Regions from separate parts of the Mus musculus genome. Here all the other regions are linked to region 6. Evidence: chromatin contacts called from public HiChIP or PLAC-seq, Micro-C and promoter capture Hi-C data. All regions are on one chromosome and are shown on one strand. The core of a region is the stretch at or near the end of the contact, and the rest is flanking DNA. Distances in the headings are between cores, read along the strand shown.

Region 1 (3,056 bases), core at 443-2,942, 390 kb after region 6:
GGTGGTGAAAGCCTGTAGTCCCAGGAGGCAGTGGCAGTGTAAGTGACAACCTGGTAAACCTACTGAGTTCCAGGTCAACCAAGGCTAAAGAGTGAGACCGTGTCTCCAAAAACCAAGCCAAAACAAACTCCAGGGACAAGGAGCTAAATGAAATGTGGGAAATCCACACAATTATTTAGCAACCAAAAGGAACGAAGTGCTGATGACAGAGATAAGCCTTGAAGCTCTTCATTTACATGCTACATCCCAGAATATCCAGAGAAGGAAAACTAGAGGTCAGGACTGGGAAGATTGTGAGAGAACATTATTAATGGACACAACATTTCTTGTGTGTGTGTGTGTGTCACTCTTTAACTCAAGATAAAGAATAGCTGTCTAACAAAAACAAATTCAACTGGTTGTGAAGGCAGCAGACTATTACCTAGCACAGACCAGGCAGAAATACGATGTCTGTAACATCCATTTGCATATAACAGCATAAAGAATTAGAACTCATGCTGGGCGGTGGTAGCGCACGTCTTTAATCCCAGCACTTGGAAGGCAGGTGGATTTCTGAGTTCGAGGCCAGCCTGGTCTACAGAGTGAGTTCTAGGATAGCCAGAGCTATAACAGAGAAGCCCTGTCTCGAAAAACCAAAAAAAAAAAAAAAATTAGAACTCACAACTCCAAAGTATGATATAATGGACATTCAATGTAATTGAAAGAAAAAGCAACGGGGGTGGGTGGGGGAGAGGTTATTATGGTGATCAAATTAATCTTCCTAGGCCACAAATGAGTTCTGAAGCCTTTTAGGGAGAGATGATGCTGAGTGGTGAGAGCCAAGGTGGCAGAAAAAAAAAAGAAAGAAAGAAAGAAAGAAAGAAAGCTAGCTAGCTAGCTAGCTAAGCACAGCTTTCCAACTAGCTCAACCGCACTCAGCAAACAGTAGGGGATCCACAACTGAAATCCGGGCAGTTCAGCTCCAGGGCATATCCTAGGTCCTGACCACTTGGCGATACTGCCCTTCAGCAATGGTCCATCCCAGGTTCTCAAGCGAGACGGTTTAAAAAAAACAAAACAAAACACAGCCTATTGGCAAATGAGGGTGTCTTAAAGGAAGCTCTCAAAACGCCCTCCACTCCTCGCTCCTAGGCTGCGGGCTGTTATTGATTTGGAGGTACCCACGGTGACACAAGACTCTAATCCTATCAACTTGGGAGGCTGGAACTCGAGGCGTCCGAGGACAGCCTGGACTCGGCGGTGTGCAGCCGCCCAGCGCACTGTGCGGAAGCGAACCAAAACAAGATGCTAAACGCGTGGCCCGGGGAGGCAGCTCTCGGGCGGGGCGCTCCGCCGCAGCCCCACCGCTGCATGCGCCCAGGTTTCCGGCAACGCGGCCCCGAGCCGGCCCGGGCCCCGCCGCCGCGGCTGCCCTCACCTGCCGGCCCCATGTACTTGATCACGCCCTGGGTCTTGAACACCTCGCGGGCCGCCAGCAGCGCGTCCTCTCCGTGCGCCGTGTAAAAGTCGCCGCGGTCGAAGAGGCGCACCGTGGTGCTCGGCTTCTCCGGCATGCCCTCAAAGAAGCGCACGAAGCCCGCCTCGGCCGCGCCTTCCAACTGCAGCGTCTCCTTAGGCTGCACCGCCATTTCCGAGCCGCTCCACACCAACACCACTAGAGCACAGAGCGACCCTGCGCTGGCCGCGTCGTTTCCCGCCTCCCCAACCTCGCCCCCTAAACCTCGTCCGGCCTCTGTGGGCTCGCCCAATCACCATGCAGCGCTGCGCCCCGGTGGGTGGGAGTCTACCGCAGTAGCCAATCATAAGCGAGCAAGGTCCCAGCTTCCCGCGAACTCTAGGACTCTAGCTACTGCGCATGCGTCCGACTTCTGCAGCCTTGCAGGCCTTCCAGAGGCTGCGCTTTCAAGTCCGCCTGGTGGGTGGGTAGGTGTGCTAGGCGGGGTCAGCTAGGAATTTGTTTTATCAAGTGACCGGAAACGTAAGAGTGAAATCACAAAGAACTTGTAAACAAAGAACTATCTTTTTTCCCCCACCCAGCCTTGAGTGTGCGTTATACACTTGCAGTGCAAACTGCCATAGGTAAAATTTCAGGTATATTCTGCACAACCTCTTGCTGACCCAGTTTTGCATTTCGCCCATCGGTTGACGAATTCATCCAATAGACACTTGGCAAGCCGAGCGTGGTGGCGCATGCCCTTAATCCAAGCACTCGGGGGGGCCTCTGAGGCCAGCCAGGTCTACCAATCGAGTTCCAGGGAAGTCAGGACTACACAGAGAAACCTTGTCTGGTAAATAAATAAATAAAGGACAGATGGGGGCTCAGCACCTTGTCTGGTAAATAAATAAATAAATAAATAAACAAATAAAGGACAGATTGGGGGCTCAGCAGTTTCCTAACTTCCTAATGTTTTCATAGTCGCCTACCTTGAGTTCAGTCCCCATCACTAGTGTAGCTCATCATAACTGGTAACTCCAGATCCTCGGTGTGGGTGGAGGAGGTCAGGTGCAGACACTTATTAATTTAAAGAAAAAATATATATATTAAATGTGGAAACGAGTAGGGTGACACACACTTGAAACCCCAGCTCTCAGGAGGTCAGAAGGGCCAAAAGTTAAAAGTGGGTCTGGCAAGAAACACAGTACAGTATTATCCTTGGCTACGCAGCTGGAGGTCAATTTGGGCTACCAGAGACTGCATCCTAAATAAATAAATAAATAAATAAATAACCTGCTTTGGAGTTCTAAATAAATAAACATCCTGCTTTGGATTTCTGTGTAGCAAGACCCTGTCTCAATAAAGAAAAGGGTGGAGGCGGGGGAGGTAGAGAGGTTGCATCTGGTTTTTCTTCCGTGCTAGTGAATGGATGCAGACTGCACACTGTTTTAGAAGTAGATAAACAAACACACAGAAAGATGGAGACTAAGAGGTGTAAACCGACAGGAAAAACTGCAGGGTTATAAACATTCTTAAGGGCTAATTAACTGATTAAGATGTGATTGTAGGGAGCTGAAATATTGCAAGCCCTGAGCCAAATTATCTTGAGCTAATTGTAGTC
Region 2 (3,024 bases), core at 96-2,595, 510 kb before region 6:
CCTTGGTTCAATCTTGACCACTACCACCACCCCTTAAAAAACAGAAAAGATGTCAAAAACAGGTATAACCACAAGATTTAAGCTACTGTCCTGGGTGGTAGGTTGGGTCGAGGGCAGAAGGACTTAAGGGGACAACTACTGGGTCATTCTAAGAGGGTTCTACTTTACTCTCAGTGGGTTCCACCTCACTCTCATAAGTTCTGACCATCAGGGAGGACCTCCAGCCGACAGTTCTCACACACTCTCAACCACCCTCAAGTGTACCATTCTTCTATCCCAGGCCTCTGACCACTCCCTTTGTAAAGACTGCATAGTGTTTGAGTGTGCTTGATCCAGAGAGTGGCACTATTAGGAGGTGTGGCCTTGCTAGAGGAAGTGTGTCATTGTTGGTGTGGCTTTAAGACCCTCATCCTAGCTGCCTGGAAGCCAGTCTTCTCCTGCCTGCCTTTGGGCTCAGCTCCTCCCGCTCCACGCCTGTCTGGATGCTGCCATGCTCCCTCCTTGATGGTAACGGACTGAGCCTCTATTTAAAGCAATAGAAACCGATATGTAATTTATATGGGCTTGTTTATGTCTCTCTAAACTCACAGGTGATGAGGAGGGGCTCTTGGGAGATGGCCTCCTGGACATTTATAAAACAGAGGCCCAGGCTGCTCATTCACGTATGCATGTGACAACATGGAGTGCAAAGACGGTCAACAGTGACACGGAAGTACACCCTGGGGAAGCCGGAAGTACACCTTGGACAGACACCTACCCACTCTTTGAATTTCCCGGCCTCCTGCTGTTCATAAGCCACCCAGTTTCTGCCATTTTGTTGTAGGAACAGGACTGGAGTAGGTCGGGTCTTTATCAAACAGGAAGACTCACCAGACTGGTGCTCTGCACAGGCTCTGTCAGGACCTTGGCTGCAGCCTCCTCCTGGCTGGAAGCAATGGGCACAGTCGCATTCTCCTGGGCCAGCCCAGGCAGCTGGGCACTGGTGGTGCCCCGCAGCCTGTCTGCAATCCGTTGGTTTTCTTTCTCCAGCTTGATTTTGGCTAACTGTGCTTCTAGCATCCAATGTTCTTTCTCCTGCTCCAGCTTAGAAATCTTTTCCAAACTCTGCTGAACCTATAAAAGCACCAGGGGTTAGAGAATGACAGGGACAGAATGTAGTGGGGACAGAGACTGCACAGAACAGGAGCCAGAAAACAACACAGACGAACACTATACAAGGGGACACCAAGGAACAACCTGAAATTCAAAAACTGAACCAACTATTTAAAAGGCTGTATCCATCAACAGCCTTGGTGGGAAGAGAGTTCAGACAGAGAAGTGTGCCTCTGAGTTTGCTGGCTCAGCACTTCTGTTAACAAACTGGAAGTGCGCACGTACAGTCCCAGCTCTAGGCACTGAAGAGAGGTAGGGCCCACGGGGCGACTTCCAGAGCAATGAGCGAGCTCTCTTGGGAAAAAAAGAAAAAAAGGTGGATATTGCCTGAGGAACAACAATGGCTCGAGCCTCCTCTGGCCCCCCTGGGCCTGCACACAGACAGGGAAAAGGAGTTCAAAGGTGAAGGCGGTTAGAAAATCATCCAACAAAGGCATGTTCCATAGAACACATGAAGAATCCTTCATGGACAGGCATGTGTTTCGGGGATCCTCAAAGCAGAAAAAGCCAGCAAAAGTGAAAACAAAGTCAGAAGCACTAGCGTATAGCACAGGCACCCAGGCCCTGCTTGTCACCAGGCAGTAAGGAGACGCAGCCTCTCACTGTGCTAGAGAACCAAGCACAAAGGCAGGTGTTGGGGGACACGTGAACTTTCCCCCATGAGTGATGAACGCAGGTCAGGCCAGAGAGAGCATATGCACGCTACACAGCAGAACTGCATTTGTAAAGGCTTCATATCGGCCAACAAACAAAACCAGTCTACAAAAATGAATTTAAAAAAAAAGAAAGACAAGAAACCAAGGCGATCTGCGGTGTTAGAATGCAAGACAAGAGGCAACCGCAATTAGAGGACCTGTGGAAGGCCTTGATCCTGGGGCACACCTTCCACAGCGAAGCACTACCCCTCCACACCGCACCCCCGACACACATGCTTTAGAACTTGAGGTCCTGGTTACGGTAGTGAGGTCACTTGTGAAAACTGTGGCATGCAGTAGTGATCTGGATACCTTTCTGTATGTTACACTTTTAATTTTTTTAAGTAATTTGGGAGGTTGGAGAGATGGCTCAGCAGTTAATAGCACTAGCAGCTCTTGCACAGGACCCGAATTAGGTTCCCAGCACCCACATCAGGTGCCCACAGAGGCGAGAAGAGGGCATCAGGTCCCCCTGCTACATGGGAGCTGGGAATCAGACCAATGTCCTCTGGAAAGCAGTCAGTGTGACGCTGGGTAGTGCTATGGAAAAGCAGCCAGTGTGAACTAGGATAGTGCTATGGAAAGCTGTCAGTGTGAACCATGATAGTGCTATGGAAAAGCAGCCAGTGCTCTTAATGACTATGCCATTTCCTAGTCCTGTGAGGAGAATTCCCCCTAAGTACAATAAGTCAGATATTAAAGTAAATTAAATAAATATCTGGCAAATCTAAATTGATCAGTTTATACCAATTTCTAAAAGAAATAGTGCCTTCCGCACCATCTACTGCCCCCGATTCCACTGACCAGCAAAGGGAAAGTTCTATTCACATAAGAGGAAAAACCTGACAAGCCCCTCCCTCCCTCCCTCCCTCCCCCTGCCTCAGTATTCTGACAGCCACTTGTAGTGCTACGACTGAGCAGCAACCATGACAGTATCTAAGGCAAGAAGCCCTAGGTGTCAATGGCCAACGCCTCTGGTCCTCTATCAAACCTCAGCCGTACATGCCACAGATAGAGATCTGACTGCTGGAGCTCTCTGAGCCCCTCACTGCTCCATCTATCTTTAACCTCCAGCAGGATTGACCACCTCTGCTTTTTTACCAGACTCTGTTCCCATACCTGCTGTGCAAGGCCTTCCCGACTCTCTGTAGAGCTGAGGAGAACCCGGCGGTTGGCC
Region 3 (2,741 bases), core at 161-2,660, 410 kb before region 6:
AGATGTCCACAGGCAGATGAAAGGATAACGAAACGTACACACACACAACAGACTTTTACTCGGCAGTCAACAGGAAACCGTGCAACCTGAGGAGAAGAGATGGAGGTGCAGAGTGAGGTAACCCTGGCCCACGAGGATAGAGAGAGCGTGTTCTCTCCAAGTGGAGCTCAGCCTCTGCGTGTCACATATGCGTACCTAGGTGAGCACTCAGACAGGTAGATGTGGGGACACTGGTAAGGGCCCCCTGAGAAGGGAGAGCGATAGAGACGGTAATAAAATAAACACGTGTGGGGTGGATGAGCAGGGTGTGGTGACACAGCCTGTAATCTCAGCCCTTAAGCAGCAGCATCTGATGGATCGCTGTGAGTTTGGGGCTAGCCTGTCTACCTAAGAGTTCTAGGCCAGCCAGGGTCACATAGACTGTCTTACAAACAAACAAACAACAATAAAAAACAACCAATCAACCAACAAAGACAAAAAAGAAAGTTAGAGCATTGGAGATGGAAGAGTTAGGTGGGGGCGGGACAATGGTGGACAGGAGGAGTTAGGGAAGATCAGCCAGAACCCATTAAATATCAAAATGCCATAAAAATTAAAGTGGTGGTGGTGGGTAATAGCCCCAAAATTCCTTTATAAGAAGCCAATTCACTAGTCCAAATTAAAGCCCTTTAGTCTAAACTTGTAAAAAATATTCTGAACGGGTTGGTGAGATGGCTCAGTGGTTAAGAGCCCTGACTGCTTTTCCTAAGGTCCTGAGTTTAAATCCCAGCAACCACATGGCTCACAACCATCTGTACAGCTACAGTGTACTCATATACATTAAATAAATAAATAAATCTTTAAAAAATATTCTGAACTATATCCTAATCTATGGGATGGTAAAATTCTTTAGCACAAGGTCACAAGTACTCCTGCAGCTATAGTAGATACTATGTCTCAAAATATTATTGTTCTCTTTCTTCTTCAACTTTTTCATAAATGTTGCATTATCATGGGCCACATAATATTAGGAAAAAGTAACTCCAATGAAAATATTACTAAGAAATTAAATGCCACATTCAAGGAAAAATATACATAAAACCAATGAAGAAGAGGATAAAATGCCTGTGCACTATGAGTTATTGGAGGAAAACATGCATTTACCACACCAAATGTCGGTAAAAGAGGACTTTTACTTTTTCTCCAGAAGTTTATTTCTTATTCTCCTACAACTCCTAGATCTCATTAACAATGCTCCGTGACCCAGCACGGCGGCTCGCACTTACCTTGGAGAGTTTGCACTTGGCTTTGCTTGAGAGCAGAGCTTAAGCAGTGAGGTGATAAAGCAGCACTGAAAACGGAAGAGAAGACACACTGCTTACTTGCTATCGTCTCATCTCCTACAGAGCAGAGCCTAGTCATAACCCACACACCCTGAAACCCGCACGCAGCATCTGCCTCGCTCCCTCTGCTAACGCACGAAGGCTAGAGAGTCTGCTCAGGGAGGAAGTGTGCAAAGGGCGACTCTCAAAATAATTATATGGTCACCGTTAGAACAAAGAAGTTTTCTCACATAGTATTTTTATATCAATTATAAATTGATGTGTTTTAAATGCCTTGAACAATGAATAAATAAAAATTTAGTTTTTATATCACATATTTAAATTTGGTATAACGCTAATAGGAGTGAAATTCCAAGAGATTTTTAGTATAAAAATGAAAACTTTTGGGGGGTTAGGGGATTCTCTTTGTGATTATAGAGAATAATCCTTTAAAGTGAAATTAATTCCTATTCAGTTTCTACATAAATGCCATCCTTTTTCCCATAGTTATAAATTATGGGAGGGTTACACAAAAACATCTCAGAAGGAAACAGCAAAACAGAATAAAAAGCTTTAAAATGTTTTAAAGCCAATAAGTAACAAACCCCATGCTGTTATGCAATCTCCTTTAAAAAAAAAAAGGCAAAAATCACTTTTGTATAATACTTAAAGTTTGTTTTTTCAAGTCTGAAAGGTTATTATTTTATATTAATTTGCATTAATGTATTTAATGAAATACATTATAATGATAAAGCTAAAGATTAACCAATGTAAATAAAGACATAGTGAGGGCTGGAGAGATGGCTCAGTGGTTAAGAACACCGACTGCTCTTCCAAAGGTCCTGAGTTCAAATCCCAGCAACCACATGGTGGCTCACAACCACCCATAATGAGATCTGACACCCTCTTCTGGTGCATCTGAAGACAGCTACAGTGTACTTAGATACAATAATAAATAAAAATCTTAAAAAATATATATTTAAAAAAAATAAAAAATAAAGACATAGTGAAACATATTTGTGATGTCTTACAAACAGTGCCAGTCTCCCACTTTATCTTTAATGAAGAGCATAGCTAAATAAATCAACTATTAACGATACTTCTTTTAGCTCCAAACTGCTAATCAGAATAGCACACAGGCACCAATGTTAACTAAAAAGAACAACTCAATTCCAAAGCCGTGATCTCTCTCTCTCTCTTTTTGGTGTTGGGTTGGTTTTTTTTTTTTTTTTTGAGACAGGGTTTCAACAAATAGACCAGGCTGGCCTTGAACTCACAGAGATCTGCCTCCCTTTGCCTCCTGAGTTCTGGGATTAAAGGTATGCAATACTACTCCTGGCTCCAACCACTTCCTTAAAACTCTTGTTTGATAAGGATACACATCCTCCTGGTTCCTTCTATGCTGCTGAGGTAATGTCCCAGAAGTGAGGCTGCTGACAT
Region 4 (2,776 bases), core at 194-2,693, 490 kb before region 6:
TCTGAACCACCAACAGACACCCCTGAGGCCGAGCCCAAATAAACCTTCCCTCTTTTTCACTGACAACTTCAAGCTCCCCATCTGCATTTACTTCTGTCTGCACTCCCCGTGCTCTGCCCCTCCCCCTCCCCTGCCTCCCCTAACCACTCTCCTCTTCCACAAGATCCTGTCCCTCCCTGCTCACTCAGGCCCACATTTCCATGTCGGCTGACAGAAGCCCTCCCCCCTCCCACTCTATGCTCCAGACTAACCGTGTAGGTGCAGAAATCCCAGGACAGGGGCTCAAACAACTCTCCTTGCACCTCAAAGCCGTGTAAATAAGTAAATAAGTCCTAAGTCCTTACCCTAGAACTGACTGGCCATTGTCCCTCACATCCCCTGACCGGAGCCTACTGCCACAGTTAACTACCGTTCCTCAGACATCACGGTAGTTTGCATCCCATATATTACACTCTCTGAAATTCCCTGCTTCTCTTCCCTTGGTTCTTTCCTGCCTCCTCAAAAACAAACAAACAAACAAACAAAACAAAAACTGGCTCTTGCATGCAAGTCTGGATACTTCCTCTGAGAAGGTTGCTCCAATCACCCACAAGACTGAGGGCGCCTTCCCTTCCCTCGAGACTCCAAATGGTTCTGTACAGCAGAGTCGAATCTAAGCATCTAAAGACAACCAACCCACAGATGGTGTGACAATAGTCTAAAACTGGACGACAAGTAATTATTGGAAACGGAAGGATACGTGCATATGATCCAAAAGTTGCAATACCCTCTCATTAACTGACACAGAGAGTATTGAGGAAATGACCTACAGGGCTTCCCAGCACAGCCGAGGTGCACTGCCATCGCTCACCTTAATGTAGAAGCTGGTAACAGCACTGTTGTCAAGGGGAAATTTAGGCTGCTGATACAGAAATGGCCTATGCTGATTTAATTATGTGCTTGTGTGTCTAGCCTCCATAAACAATTAGTCACAAAAACAATTACAATACACATCTGTGTAGCACGTGCATGCTCACAGCATCAGATCCCCGGAACTGGCATTATACAGTTGTGAGCTACTGTGAGCATGGTGGTCACAGAGCCCAGGGCCTCTGAAAGAGTACTTGGTGCTCTTGTGTCCAGCCCTCTCTCCAGCCCCTGAACACTGATGTCAGTGCCTTCAAAGCACTGTTTTATCTTCCCTTTCCTCTTTTTTGTTCCCTCTGGGCTTTTCTAAGAAAAATTTAAGGGAACTGAAAATTGAATTTCAAACATAGCTATAGAAAAAGGAAGCAAGTATTAACTTGACTAGAGGCTTCACATTTAAAGTTTCTTTTAAATGTTTTTATTTTTCTAATTTTTAAAAACTCATTTATTTACTGGAGCAGGTGAGAGCAAGCCCTGACTGCCACGGAGATGGAGTCAAAGGACAGCTTTGCTGAGTCAGTGCTCTCATCCTGCCATGTGGGTTCTGGGGACTGAACTCGGGTGTCAGACTTGGCAGCAAGCACCTCTGCCGCTGAGCCTTCCCACTGGCTTCCCAAACAAATATTTTCTTTGCTTTCAAGAGTTTCACTTCATTCTTACCTAAAGGCTAAATATCTAAATAACGGCACATGAGTGCTCTTCCAGAGCACTGTTTAAGTTCTCGTTTGTCACTTCAGGATGTGGAAGCTACGAGGTCATCCCCAGGAATGGGAGGAAACAGAAGCTAGGCTTTGCAACAGCTTCCTGTCACTGGGGACTCCCCAGAGGCAGAAGCTAACAGGCCAAAAAGACACATCTCACTGTGGGCATTCGTACATACCCCCCAAACCCACTGAACAATTTCTCTCATGCAAATGTCCAACCACTTCATATGCAGGTAGGTTTCACCTTGGGATATGGGAAATGCAGTTAAAAGCACGCACTGGCCATCTCCCAAGAACACTGGCTTTGGAGCACTCCAGAGATAATTTAAGAAAGAGCCACAGCTGATCAGGAGAGCCAGGCAGAGCCCTCCACTGGGTCAATCTGGGTGTTTGTTTATTTGTTTGTTTAGCTGAGAAGATTAGAAATTATCTTAATTTATTGGCTACCACAGATAGACTCAAAGATACAAATAACAGAAACTTACGTTTATGTAATACCTACTTGTATCATTAAAAGGGACTTTTTCATTGATGATTGATAAGGATTCCTCTAATCTACCTGACAAATCTTCATGAAGATTCTTTAACTGTAATTGACTGGAAGAAAAAAGAACCCACAAAACCACATTATTACCAATCAGTGAATCGTCAATTGCTTGTTACCCCAAGAGCTGGCAACGAGCTTTCAGACAGCTGAGCCAACATCTGGGACACTCTGCTGAGAGCTGTTCAAAGGTGATGGCGGCACCAGCCCCATGCAAAGCCGCAGGGACTTCTGGGATCTGCCACGGCTCCAGTCTCTTGCACAGCCTGAGTCATAGATTTACTCTCTGCTACCCCTGTGCATTCAGCTATCCCTGCACAGTTTTTAAGTATTATACCAATTTATTTTTTGAGTTCAAAGGCTGATGATTTCTGTTTCATTGAGCACAGATAAATACCAAGAAGAAAAAGAAATAAAAAAACATTAAGACTATGAATGTCTTTAGTACATTGCTTTGCAATGCTCTGAGGTTTAGAAACCTCTCAATTAGATCCTATAACTTCAATTTTATTCAAAATATACCATAAAGAAGTTGGCATTGCTTTGTCGGGTTTCCTGCTGAGGAATATTAGGCAGTCCCTGTCCCAGGAGAGTCAGAAACACAAATACCCAGTCCAGTCCA
Region 5 (2,969 bases), core at 263-2,762, 430 kb before region 6:
GCAGCTTGGAGCCAGGTGCTCCATATTTCATTTCATCGGTGCCCTGGGAAAAGTTACTGAAATGTGACATGTATCTTTACTTTTAACCTTTCAGAAATCCTACTTGGATGGAAACTGTAGCAAATTCTTAGAGCACAGGCATATTTGGAAATACGAAAAGATAACAAACACATCCTCTAGGTTTGGAAAAAATTTAAATCTCTCCATAGCACCAGTTTGGCATTAATTTTCTTTTCTTTTTAAAGATTTATTTATTATTATACATAGGTACACTGTAGCTGACTTCAGACACCCCAGAAGAAGGCATCAGATCTCATTACGGGTGGTTGTGAGCCACCATGTGATTCCTGGGATTTGAACTCAGGACCTTTGGAAGAGCAGTCAGTGAGTGCTCTTATCCTCTCAGCCATCTCACCAGCCCGGCATTAATTTTCAACGGAAGGTGTTTGTTTTTTTGTTTGTTTTCTTGTTCGTTTGTTTATTTTGAGACAGAGTCTTTCTATGCTAACCTGACACTTGCTGCTTCGGCCGCCTGAGCTATCATTACTTATATAAGCCACGGGAGCTTTCATAAAACGATTCTCTTCTTTGAATTTACACTGAGAAGATAAAGACATAGAGTAAACCAAACTGTAAAAATAGCCGGGTATGGCGGCACATGTCTTTCATTCCAGCGCTTAGGAGGCAGAGGTAGGCCGATCTCAGCACTGAAGGCCAGCCTCGCCTACAGAGTGATTTCTAGGACAGCTAGAGCTACACAGAGAAAACTTGACTCAAACAAACAAACAAACAAAAAACCCAAAAAACAAAAAGTAAAACTAAAAATGTTTGTTAGAACTGGTTTATGATAATAGAAGGATCGGGAGTCACCTAGATGTGATTGGTCCCAGTGTGTACTGAACAATGAATAACTATAGCACATTGCATAGAATGCACCACCCATTACTTCTGTACTCTACCAGCTGCCTGCTGGAGGCCAGGAAGTAAACAAAAGGATATACTAGCAAATAAAACCATGAGACCTCATTCCACACACATGCCGTGGTTTTATTTATTGACGTGAAAATAAACCAGGTACATTGGAACACATTCATGATCCCCAAACTGAGGAGGCTGAGGCAGAGGCAAGAGGAGTCCCAGGCTAGCCAGGGCTAGCCAGGGCTAGCCAGGGCTAGCCATGAGACCTGGACTCCAACCACCAAAACAAAACAGAACAGAAACAATTAAAAAATACAAAAGAAAAAAAAGGGTAAAGATGGGTAAAGACAATTCACCTAGTGAACTAAAGCAAGCGGATTACAAACCTACAGGAACAACAGCAATAGCAGACATTCAAAGCAAATGGCTAACATCATGCTGGGAGCTTTACCCAGACTAAATGGCTTCAGTTAGATAAGAAAAGGACCCCTGTGTTTAAACCTAGATGTGGTTGTTTCCAGTGTGTTCTAAACAATGACTAACTAGCACATTCCAGAGAATGTACTACACAGTACCTCTGTGGTCTACCAGCTGCCTGCTGGGAGCCAGGCAGTTCCACACAGTGGAGAAAACTTAACTTCTCCTTGTGGTCAGTGTGTAAGCTTGAAGATTCAGGGCCTCTCCTTGCTCGGCTCCACCCGTTCTTACACAAGATTGGGTGCCTTAGAACAGGGGATGGGAGGTAGGGGCCTGGAGATGGACAGTCTACCGTGCAGGCACAGTCCTGAGACACAACTGGCTCCCGTGGAAAGCAGTGGGCCCTGAGGGACTCTCTGTGGGGCTTTGATGAGTTGCTCCTTAGAATCCTTGGTATAGATGTGTAGTCCTTACTTAAGTTGTTTATCGCTGTGACAAAAGACCTGACAGAAGGACTTAAGCAAGGGTTTGTTTGGACCGAGGGTTTGACGGTACATTTAGTTCCCTGGTGATTCTCAATCTCACCAAGACTAACCATCACAGATGCTGTCTCTTTGGTTGGAAGCTCTCCGTTAGCCGTGAGCCCAGGGTTTCCAACAGTCCCTTCCCCCTTTCACCTCCCCTCCTCTCTCCTCCCCTCCCTTCTACTCCCTTCTGCCTACCCACTCAGAAATCTTCTTGTGTAGTCTGTCTACTACAACCCAGGCTGCCTGCCTCCCTGAGTTCACTGGCCCTAGGAAAACACCTATCTTTATCTGCCCCCCCCCCACTCTTCTCTTCCTCCTCCTCTTTCTTCTTCTTCTTTGTCCCTGTGGCATGACATTGTCCTATCCAGTCTTCACTAGTAGGTGTCTTTTGTAAAAGGCAAAATTCACTCCCTAAATTCTAGGTCTCTGAGAGCCATCTTGGAAACTCCCCCTGAATGATCGAACTGGGGTGGAGGTGTGCTCTCCCCACCTGCCCCTCAGGAGGAAGTGAGACCCATGCTCTCTGAGTTCTCTAGCTCTTTAGCCCTGCAGAACCTGTTTGTAAATCTCACAGTCTTCTCTACATAGTTTGTAAGGGAGACATAACCCTTCAGTTATAGTCAGAAGTCTCAAAAAGGCTTAGATGGACTTAAACCAAGGTGTTGGCAAGACTGTGTGTTTCTTCTGGAAGCTATAGGGGGGAATCCATTTCCTGTCCCTCATAGCTTCTAGAGGCTGCCGTATTCCTTAGCTCATGACCCTTGTATCTTTAAGCCAGCATTGATAGATTGAGTCTTTTATATAGTTACTTCAGTGTTCTCATTCCTGACCCTTGCCCACACTTAGGGACATGGTGACCACACAGATAATCTACAATACAACTAGAAAGCTCATTTCCATACAGTACCTTCACTTCCTTTGCCATTAATGGTAATATATTTGCAAGTTCCAGGAACTAAGTATATAGCCACCTTGCTTGGCACACACTCAATATGTACCTGAGTCACCAGCCCAGCCTTTTGACAGCCTCTAAGAAAGACTGTGGAATTCCCTCAACAGAAAAGATGTGGATATGCATCTGAGTAAGAATTTTCATCAGTTCAGTGC
Region 6 (2,921 bases), core at 1-2,500:
CTCAAAAAACCAAGAAAGAAAAAAGAAAAAAAAAAAGAAAAAGAAAAAAAGAAAAAAAGAAAAAAATCTGTAATTTACACATAGCACAATACCGTAGACTTACCTCTCCTGTGCGTCCCTTAGAATTCACTTTTCTCCCTCCCTTTCTGAAGCTTTGTAATGTTTTATCTATCTTAAGCCTAGAAAGCAATCAATGAAATTCAAGTAGAAAATCACTGACAGCTCCGAAATGAGGGAATCCAGAGATAAACCACTAGCTATGCAATAAGGAATAGTGAGCGGAGTACATTTTCAGTCTTCATAACGGCGGCCAGGGAATAGAAACACATTTTCCTTGGGGAGAGATTGTGCTAAGGGGACCAGACACAGATACAAAAGATTATTCCTCTCGGGGGTTTATCTTTCTTGACTTCGTGGGACCTAAAACAAAACCAATATAATCCATCACAACCTCCACCCGTTTTATTTTACTTCTTCCGGAACACCATGTAGACCACTTGCCCCCCCCCCCCCCCCAAAAAAAAAGCCTAAAGCAAACTAACTTGGTTAAAGATCTAAAACATTCTGAAAGTTTGGGCGACAAAAGCTGGAACCGACTCCAGACTCTCTCTTAAGTTCTCAGCAGAGCCGAAACAAGATTTCTTAAGGTTTGCAAATAAATCCCTTCAGCTGGACTAAAAACGCACAGAGCCTGGAGCGCTCCCTACAGCTGAGAGCTTGAACCTACCGAGCCCAGAAATCCGGAGTTACCCAAGACGGAGTCCCTCACTCCTTGTGGCGTTTAAGAGAACCAGGTGAAGGTTGGGGTGGAGGGAGGCTGAACCGGCAAAAGGCAGGATTAATCACTTCTCCCAATTGCATCAGCAGCCCCCGCCCTTCCTTCAGAGCACCTCCTATCCTAGAACCTTCGCTACGTACTGCCGCTCCTTCGCCCACCCCCGGCTCCATTATATGCCCTGATACCTCCCCATTATCACCCGCCCTGCCACACTCCCCCCTTTCCTCTTTCCTCCTCCTCCTCCTCCGTCGGGGAAGGAGGAAACCCGAGAGAGGAAACAGGGTGTTGGAGGAAGGGGGCTCCGCGATAAGAGAGGAGGCTCCATTGGCTCCGACACCGTACGGGCGCTTCCCATTGGTCAGGCCCCGCCGGAATCCACGCCCCCTCTGTCCCCGCCCCCGCCCCTCCCCCGCCGGCTCGCGGCCCTCCCCCCGCGCCCCCCGGCCAGCCCCGCGGCGGGGAGGGACCGACAGGGCTTGAGCGGAGAGGCTCCGGCGGTGTCAATGGCTCCTCCTGCCACGGAGCAGCAGCAGCAGCAGCAGCGGCAGCAGCAGCAGCGGCAGCGGCGGCGGCGGCGCTGGGGCTGAGGAGGGAAGGTTCCTTTAAGGAGGAGGAACGACGACGCCTCTTTTGCCCCTATCTCCTCCCTTTTACACTCATTTCCCCTTCGCCGAGGGTGGGGGTGGGGGGGGCGGAGGAGAGAGAAGAGGCCGAAGAAAGAGAAAATTCCTCGCAGGGCGCTCTTTCAGGGGGTGTGGGGGGAGGACGAGGAACGGAGGAGCCGGGCGCCCCCCGCGCGCTCCCGCCCCGCTCGGCTCGCCCTCTCCGAGATCGCCCGTCCGCCCACTCCCCCCGCCGCCGCCGCTGCCGGAGACGCCGCTCGGGAGTCGGCGGGCCCGGCTCGTCTGCTCGGCCGCCGCCGCGCTTCGCCTCGGGCTCCCCAGGCGGACGGACGCCCTTTCTTTCTTTCTCTTGCCCGGCCCGTCTCTCTGTCTGCGTCCCTCGCGGCCGCCCCGCCCGGCGGCCTCGGCCTTGCCCGTGCGCCAGGCCCGGCCGGCGGGCCTCGCTCAAGCTCCGGTGGTGCCCCCAGCCTCCCCGCGGAGCCGGGGGAAGCTCACGCCCGGTGGCCCCCCGGTCCCCGCGTCCCCGGCCGCCCCGCTCCTTCCCGCTCCCCACCCCCTTCCTCCCCGGCCCCGGAGCTCGCGGTGCGTGTGCGCGTGAGTGTGTGTGTCCCTCCGCCAACGCCGCCACCTCAGCCCGGCAAATGAACTCCGTCCGAGCCGCCAACCGGAGACCCAGGCGAGTGTCGCGGCCGCGCCCGGTGCAACAGCAGCAGCAGCAGCCCCCGCAGCAGCCGCCGCCGCAGCCGCCTCAGCAACAGCCGCCGCCGCAGCCGCCCCAGCAGCCGCCGCAGCAGCAGCCCCCGCCGCCGCCGCAGCAGCAGCCCCCGCCGCCGCCCCCGCCGCCTCCGCCGCCGCCTCAGGATCGGAACAACGCCGGCGAGAGGGGTAAGGCCGCGCTCGGGGCCTGGCTGGGCGGGCGGGAGGCCGGGCGGGGGCGGCGGCGGCGGCGGCGGCGCGCCCGGGGTGGGAGACGGAGGCCGAGCGGAGGCGGGTCCCACCGTGCCGCAGTGTTCGCCTGGGCCCGGCCCGGCCGGGCCTGGCCGGCAGGAAAAGCCGCGGCTGCGCGATCCGCCCGGGCTGCGGCTCAGGCCGCGCTTTGTTTGGTTTCGGGGCTGGCACCCTCCGTCCCCACCCCTCCTTGGGGCTTCCCGGCTGGCTCGCCCACCCCACGGGAGTCTGTTCGCGGCCGGGGGCGGGCAGGAGGGTGGGATTTCCCCCCTTTCTGCGCCTGGCTCGATCTGGGCTCCCCCTTTCTCGTGGTAGGTGGGGGGACGGCTGGCTGCGTGGGGCGGTGAGGCTGGCCGGGGAACTTGTTTTCCCCTTCTCTGTGGGCTCCCCCTTGCCCTGGAGGAGGGGGAGAGGAGCGCCGGAGTGGTCCGCCGCGCTGGCTGGGGAACTTGCGTGCCCCCTTCCAGGTCGCAGGGCAGGGGGAGCCTCGGCCCCTCTCTCGACCACAACATCTTTGCTGCACAGTTTGCCTTTAGTTACAGAACCCCGGGGAAGAACCCGTTAAATCAATA
Region 7 (2,909 bases), core at 200-2,699, 370 kb after region 6:
CCTCCTAATAGTGCCACTTCCCATGGGCCAAGCATATTCAAACCATCACGGAGGAGAAGTGGAAAGAAATGCATTGGATATGTTCAAAATAATGGTATAAACATATGAAACTGTCCAAAAATCTTTAAAAATTAATATAATTCACTGAAACACAAAGGAAACTGTTTAGTTTTTTTTTTTTTTTTTAAATCAATGCCTTTTTGGAATTTTGGCTTAGGATAGTTTTGATCTACATTTCTAAAATAGGAAAAAGAAAAAAAGAGAGGACTTATGGAAAGCAGCCACAGAAACACTTACTTGGGGGGTGGTGTGAGGGAAGGGCACAGGAAGCATGCCACTGTGTAAATGAGACCCTCCATCACGTGAACTCCTAAGCACAGCTGGAGCACAACCAGGCTTTCAAAGATTAGACATCAACAACTGAGAGTCCCTGGAGAATTTCTGAAAGTAGTTCTAAAAATGTAATCTGGATGTCTAAATCCACTACAAATCTCTGCGACGATGACGGTGATTTGAACTTGCCTTATAACCTGAGATACGGCTAGAGGCCTGCCTAGGTCTGCCCCCAGGAGTGCAGCCTTTAATTAGGACTGTGACTATTTAAGACCGTTCTACACTATAAACTGTGAGTGTCCCCAGTTGCAGTAACTGAGGAGTAACTGCTACTGGCCACAGCAGCCCTCCCCAGCCTGCAGTGCTCACCCTGAAGGCCCCTCCTCCTTCTGGAGGGTGCTGACGTGCGTGTTACGGATTGGATGCAAAGGTTCCGGCAATAGGGAGCCACAGAACACCACCAAGTCACACTGCACAACACACCTCACATAAAGAATGCAATGGGAGGAAAAACCCCACCCAAGAGGGCAAAGCCCCAGCAGAGGGAGGGGGGCATGGCCTGGCCTCACGGGGTCAGCTCCCAGAGTCGTCTAGAAGCCTGGCCGTGAAGGTCTCTAGGGATGGACTTACTGGCTATCCCTTGCCACTCAAGTTAGTATGACCGGCCAAGAGCTAATCCCCTTAACCTTTCTGGCTCTAGAATGGCTACCGGTAGCAGTTGAGCCAACATCCTGAGCCCTGCCATTTGCCATCAAGCGGTTTTCTCCACTCAAGAAATAAGCCAACCAGCAAAGACTGGACAATGGGCACTGCCAGATCTAAAATCAATCCCCAAACTGTCTGCTGAGAAATTTAGCTAAATTGGGTCCACCTCAGAACCTGGCTAACACATCTGGCTCTTTGCTCTGTGGCCTGATCTCAGTATGCTCTAGATAACCAATCTAAATGGCCACCAGAAGGCACTCTGTAAACTTTAATACTCTCCATGACCTTGAAAATGTCTGCATAGGGTGTGAGCTCCCGACTGTTCAAGTTTTTGGGGAGTTGCACTTCTGTGTCCAGTGCTTGACATCCCGTCTCGCTGGCCTTTTACCCGGGGACCTGGACCCTGAGTCATCCACCAGGACTGAGCTGCCTGAGTCACTGGCTTCCCCGCCCTCTCCTCCCCTCCCACTGCTCCCCTTCTAACTTGCCACCTCCCCTTTCTCAACCTTCTCCCCATCCTCTTCCCTCCTCCGTGCCGACTCTGCCCCCTCCCCTTCTATGACCCCGAAACCCACACCCTAGTCTGCCCCGCCTGAATTCTCCTCCCCTGTGGCTGCTTACAGCACTCTGGCAGACTCCGCCCTCCTCTGCCCACTCCAAGAGGTGGCAAGGGCTGAGGGACTTGCTCCAATTCCCGTTCCTTTCTCCCTACACCACCTCACCCAGACTGAAAGGTGGTGAGGCTCCTTCCCTGCCAACCTATCCATCTAGAGTAAAGAGTTCCACTACCTTTGCCAGGCCTCTGACCTCTGACCTGTACATTACACGGGGTTCCACTCTCATTCCCGGGTAGGTTCGGGCGTCTGGCAGGAAGTATGCAGAGTAGACCCAGTGGACAAAACAGTCCCTAGTGGGTGACAAGCCAAGGTCAGCTAAAGAACCCAACTGGGATTACCAGCCGGGTTAAGGTGGCCACCAGAGGAGGGAGCTTATGACCTATTGCCTCCTTCAGGGAATGGAGTTAGACAAGAGTCAACTAAAGTTGACTTTGGTAAGTTCCATGAAATTACGCAGCAAGCTGACGAAAATTCCGCCACGATGCAGTACCTGCCTGGACTCAGCCTCCACAGCAGAGGCCACGGTCCTCGCTACCCATTTTATTTCTGTCATTGCAGAGAGAATATTTTCGGTACTGTATAGACACATCACCTGTCAATTTAAAAAGCCTATGGCTTAGGCAGGAAATGGGAAGCGGGCTATCTGGGAGGCACAGAGAATTCTGGTACAGAGCCAGGCACGGGAAGATTCCCGCGGGGAAGATGGAACAAGACATATGCATAGTACCTGAGCACAGGTAACCAGCCATGTGGCAGAATGTAGGTTAAAATAACTGGGTTATCTACGTTATGATCTAGTCAGAGAAGAGCCAAGGTATTTGTAAATATATTTTGAGTCTGAGTCTTATTTCTGGGAGCATGGGAGGAAGCAGTCGAACCAAACCTAACTTCTACAAGTCCTAACCACAGAGTTGGAAAGAAACTAAAGAAGGAAGAGGATGGTTCTCAAACCCCAGTACAGACGCTGATGAAAATGGCTTCTAAAGCCTTTAAAAGCAAAGCAAAGGAAAAAAAAAAAAGCCGGGCGTGGTGGCGCACGTACGCCTTTAATCCCAGCACTCGGGAGGCAGAGGCAGGTGGATTTCTGAGTTCGAGGACAGCCTGGTCTACAGAGTGAGCTCCAGGACAGCCAGAGCTATATAGAGAAACCCTGTCTCGAAAAACCACAAAACAAAAAACAAAAAAAGTCTATAAAAGCAAGAGAGGAGGTGGCAGTTTCCTGACAGGCTTGGCTACAGCAGAAGGCTACCCCAC

What was found. Promoter capture Hi-C pulls out the DNA fragments that hold promoters and counts their contacts. Hi-C and Micro-C count contacts between places; a contact is called where the count stands out from the background. HiChIP or PLAC-seq counts read pairs in DNA pulled down with a chosen protein or histone mark.
Region 1: a FOXA1 HiChIP or PLAC-seq map of pancreatic cancer cells shows a contact between it and region 6. The contact joins the promoter of Msh2 here to the promoter of Fbxo11 in region 6. A contact is called at or near these places in 1 of 39 promoter capture datasets (the HPC-7 cell line), 3 of 484 Hi-C or Micro-C datasets (B cells, Th1 cells and uterus), 3 of 115 datasets of contacts at active chromatin or transcription factors (embryonic forebrain, memory CD8 T cells and pancreatic cancer cells) and 1 of 9 other capture datasets (pancreatic islet).
Region 2: an H3K27ac HiChIP or PLAC-seq map of microglia shows a contact between it and region 6, with 5 times the contacts expected there. The contact joins the enhancer-like site here to the promoter of Fbxo11 in region 6. A contact is called at or near these places in 9 of 39 promoter capture datasets (the 3T3-L1 cell line, the C10 cell line, cranial neural crest and 3 more) and 15 of 115 datasets of contacts at active chromatin or transcription factors (the 230-238 cell line, VIP interneurons, bone marrow-derived macrophages and 10 more).
Region 3: a promoter capture Hi-C map of the HPC-7 cell line shows a contact between it and region 6. The contact joins the enhancer-like site here to the promoter of Fbxo11 in region 6. A contact is called at or near these places in 10 of 39 promoter capture datasets (3T3-L1-derived adipocytes, the C10 cell line, the HPC-7 cell line and 7 more), 17 of 115 datasets of contacts at active chromatin or transcription factors (bone marrow-derived macrophages, embryonic basal ganglia, embryonic fibroblasts and 12 more) and 1 of 9 other capture datasets (adipose tissue).
Region 4: an H3K4me3 HiChIP or PLAC-seq map of craniofacial prominence shows a contact between it and region 6, with 4 times the contacts expected there. The contact joins the enhancer-like site here to the promoter of Fbxo11 in region 6. A contact is called at or near these places in 11 of 39 promoter capture datasets (the 3T3-L1 cell line, the C10 cell line, the HPC-7 cell line and 6 more), 1 of 484 Hi-C or Micro-C datasets (bone marrow-derived macrophages), 23 of 115 datasets of contacts at active chromatin or transcription factors (the 230-238 cell line, T-cell acute lymphoblastic leukemia, bone marrow-derived macrophages and 15 more) and 1 of 9 other capture datasets (embryonic stem cells).
Region 5: a promoter capture Hi-C map of neutrophils shows a contact between it and region 6. The contact joins the enhancer-like site here to the promoter of Fbxo11 in region 6. A contact is called at or near these places in 17 of 39 promoter capture datasets (the 3T3-L1 cell line, the C10 cell line, the HPC-7 cell line and 12 more), 9 of 484 Hi-C or Micro-C datasets (the HL-1 cell line, adipose-derived mesenchymal stem cells, bone marrow-derived macrophages and 6 more), 22 of 115 datasets of contacts at active chromatin or transcription factors (DN3 thymocytes, SST interneurons, astrocytes and 17 more) and 2 of 9 other capture datasets (adipose tissue and liver).
Region 7: a Micro-C map of embryonic stem cells shows a contact between it and region 6, with 1.8 times the contacts expected there. The contact joins the enhancer-like site here to the promoter of Fbxo11 in region 6. A contact is called at or near these places in 8 of 39 promoter capture datasets (the 3T3-L1 cell line, 3T3-L1-derived adipocytes, the HPC-7 cell line and 4 more), 3 of 484 Hi-C or Micro-C datasets (Th1 cells and embryonic stem cells) and 1 of 9 other capture datasets (pancreatic islet).

Annotation. Positions count from the first base shown.
Region 1 is chr17:87,671,168-87,674,223 of GRCm38.p6, reverse strand. It overlaps Msh2 (mutS homolog 2), which reads right to left and starts at 1,692. Exons shown (of 16, transcript NM_008628.3): 1 at 1,418-1,692. The coding sequence starts at 1,628.
Region 2 is chr17:88,575,227-88,578,250 of GRCm38.p6, reverse strand. It overlaps Ppp1r21 (protein phosphatase 1, regulatory subunit 21), which reads right to left. Exons shown (of 22, transcript NM_028658.4): 16 at 2,967-3,024; 17 at 871-1,113. Among named protein-coding and RNA genes, the nearest start is that of Ppp1r21, 47 kb to the right of the region's middle. Within about 2 kb of position 1,345, at least 10 of the 459 cell types and tissues checked have an H3K27ac peak or open chromatin away from gene starts, as enhancers often do. A contact at or near this core is called in microglia, where this site is marked.
Region 3 is chr17:88,477,865-88,480,605 of GRCm38.p6, reverse strand. Foxn2 (forkhead box N2) reads right to left here. Exons shown (of 6, transcript NM_180974.5): 4 at 1,266-1,330. Among named protein-coding and RNA genes, the nearest start is that of Foxn2, 39 kb to the right of the region's middle. Within about 2 kb of position 1,410, at least 21 of the 459 cell types and tissues checked have an H3K27ac peak or open chromatin away from gene starts, as enhancers often do. A contact at or near this core is called in the HPC-7 cell line, where this site is marked.
Region 4 is chr17:88,550,093-88,552,868 of GRCm38.p6, reverse strand. It overlaps Ppp1r21 (protein phosphatase 1, regulatory subunit 21), which reads right to left. Exons shown (of 22, transcript NM_028658.4): 7 at 2,113-2,207. Among named protein-coding and RNA genes, the nearest start is that of Ppp1r21, 21 kb to the right of the region's middle. Within about 2 kb of position 1,443, at least 109 of the 459 cell types and tissues checked have an H3K27ac peak or open chromatin away from gene starts, as enhancers often do. A contact at or near this core is called in the 230-238 cell line, the HPC-7 cell line, T-cell acute lymphoblastic leukemia and 8 more, where this site is marked.
Region 5 is chr17:88,496,899-88,499,867 of GRCm38.p6, reverse strand. No RefSeq gene overlaps it. Among named protein-coding and RNA genes, the nearest start is that of Ppp1r21, 32 kb to the left of the region's middle. Within about 2 kb of position 1,512, at least 34 of the 459 cell types and tissues checked have an H3K27ac peak or open chromatin away from gene starts, as enhancers often do. A contact at or near this core is called in embryonic stem cells, extraembryonic endoderm stem cells, neutrophils and 3 more, where this site is marked.
Region 6 is chr17:88,064,374-88,067,294 of GRCm38.p6, reverse strand. It overlaps Fbxo11 (F-box protein 11), which reads left to right and starts at 1,250. Exons shown (of 23, transcript NM_001081034.3): 1 at 1,250-2,286. The coding sequence starts at 2,043. Gm45950 (a long non-coding RNA gene) reads right to left here and starts at 1,170. Exons shown (of 2, transcript XR_385899.1): 1 at 728-1,170.
Region 7 is chr17:87,698,156-87,701,064 of GRCm38.p6, reverse strand. All of the region lies in intron 8 of Msh2 (mutS homolog 2), which reads right to left. Among named protein-coding and RNA genes, the nearest start is that of Msh2, 27 kb to the right of the region's middle. Within about 2 kb of position 1,449, at least 45 of the 459 cell types and tissues checked have an H3K27ac peak or open chromatin away from gene starts, as enhancers often do. A contact at or near this core is called in embryonic stem cells, where this site is marked.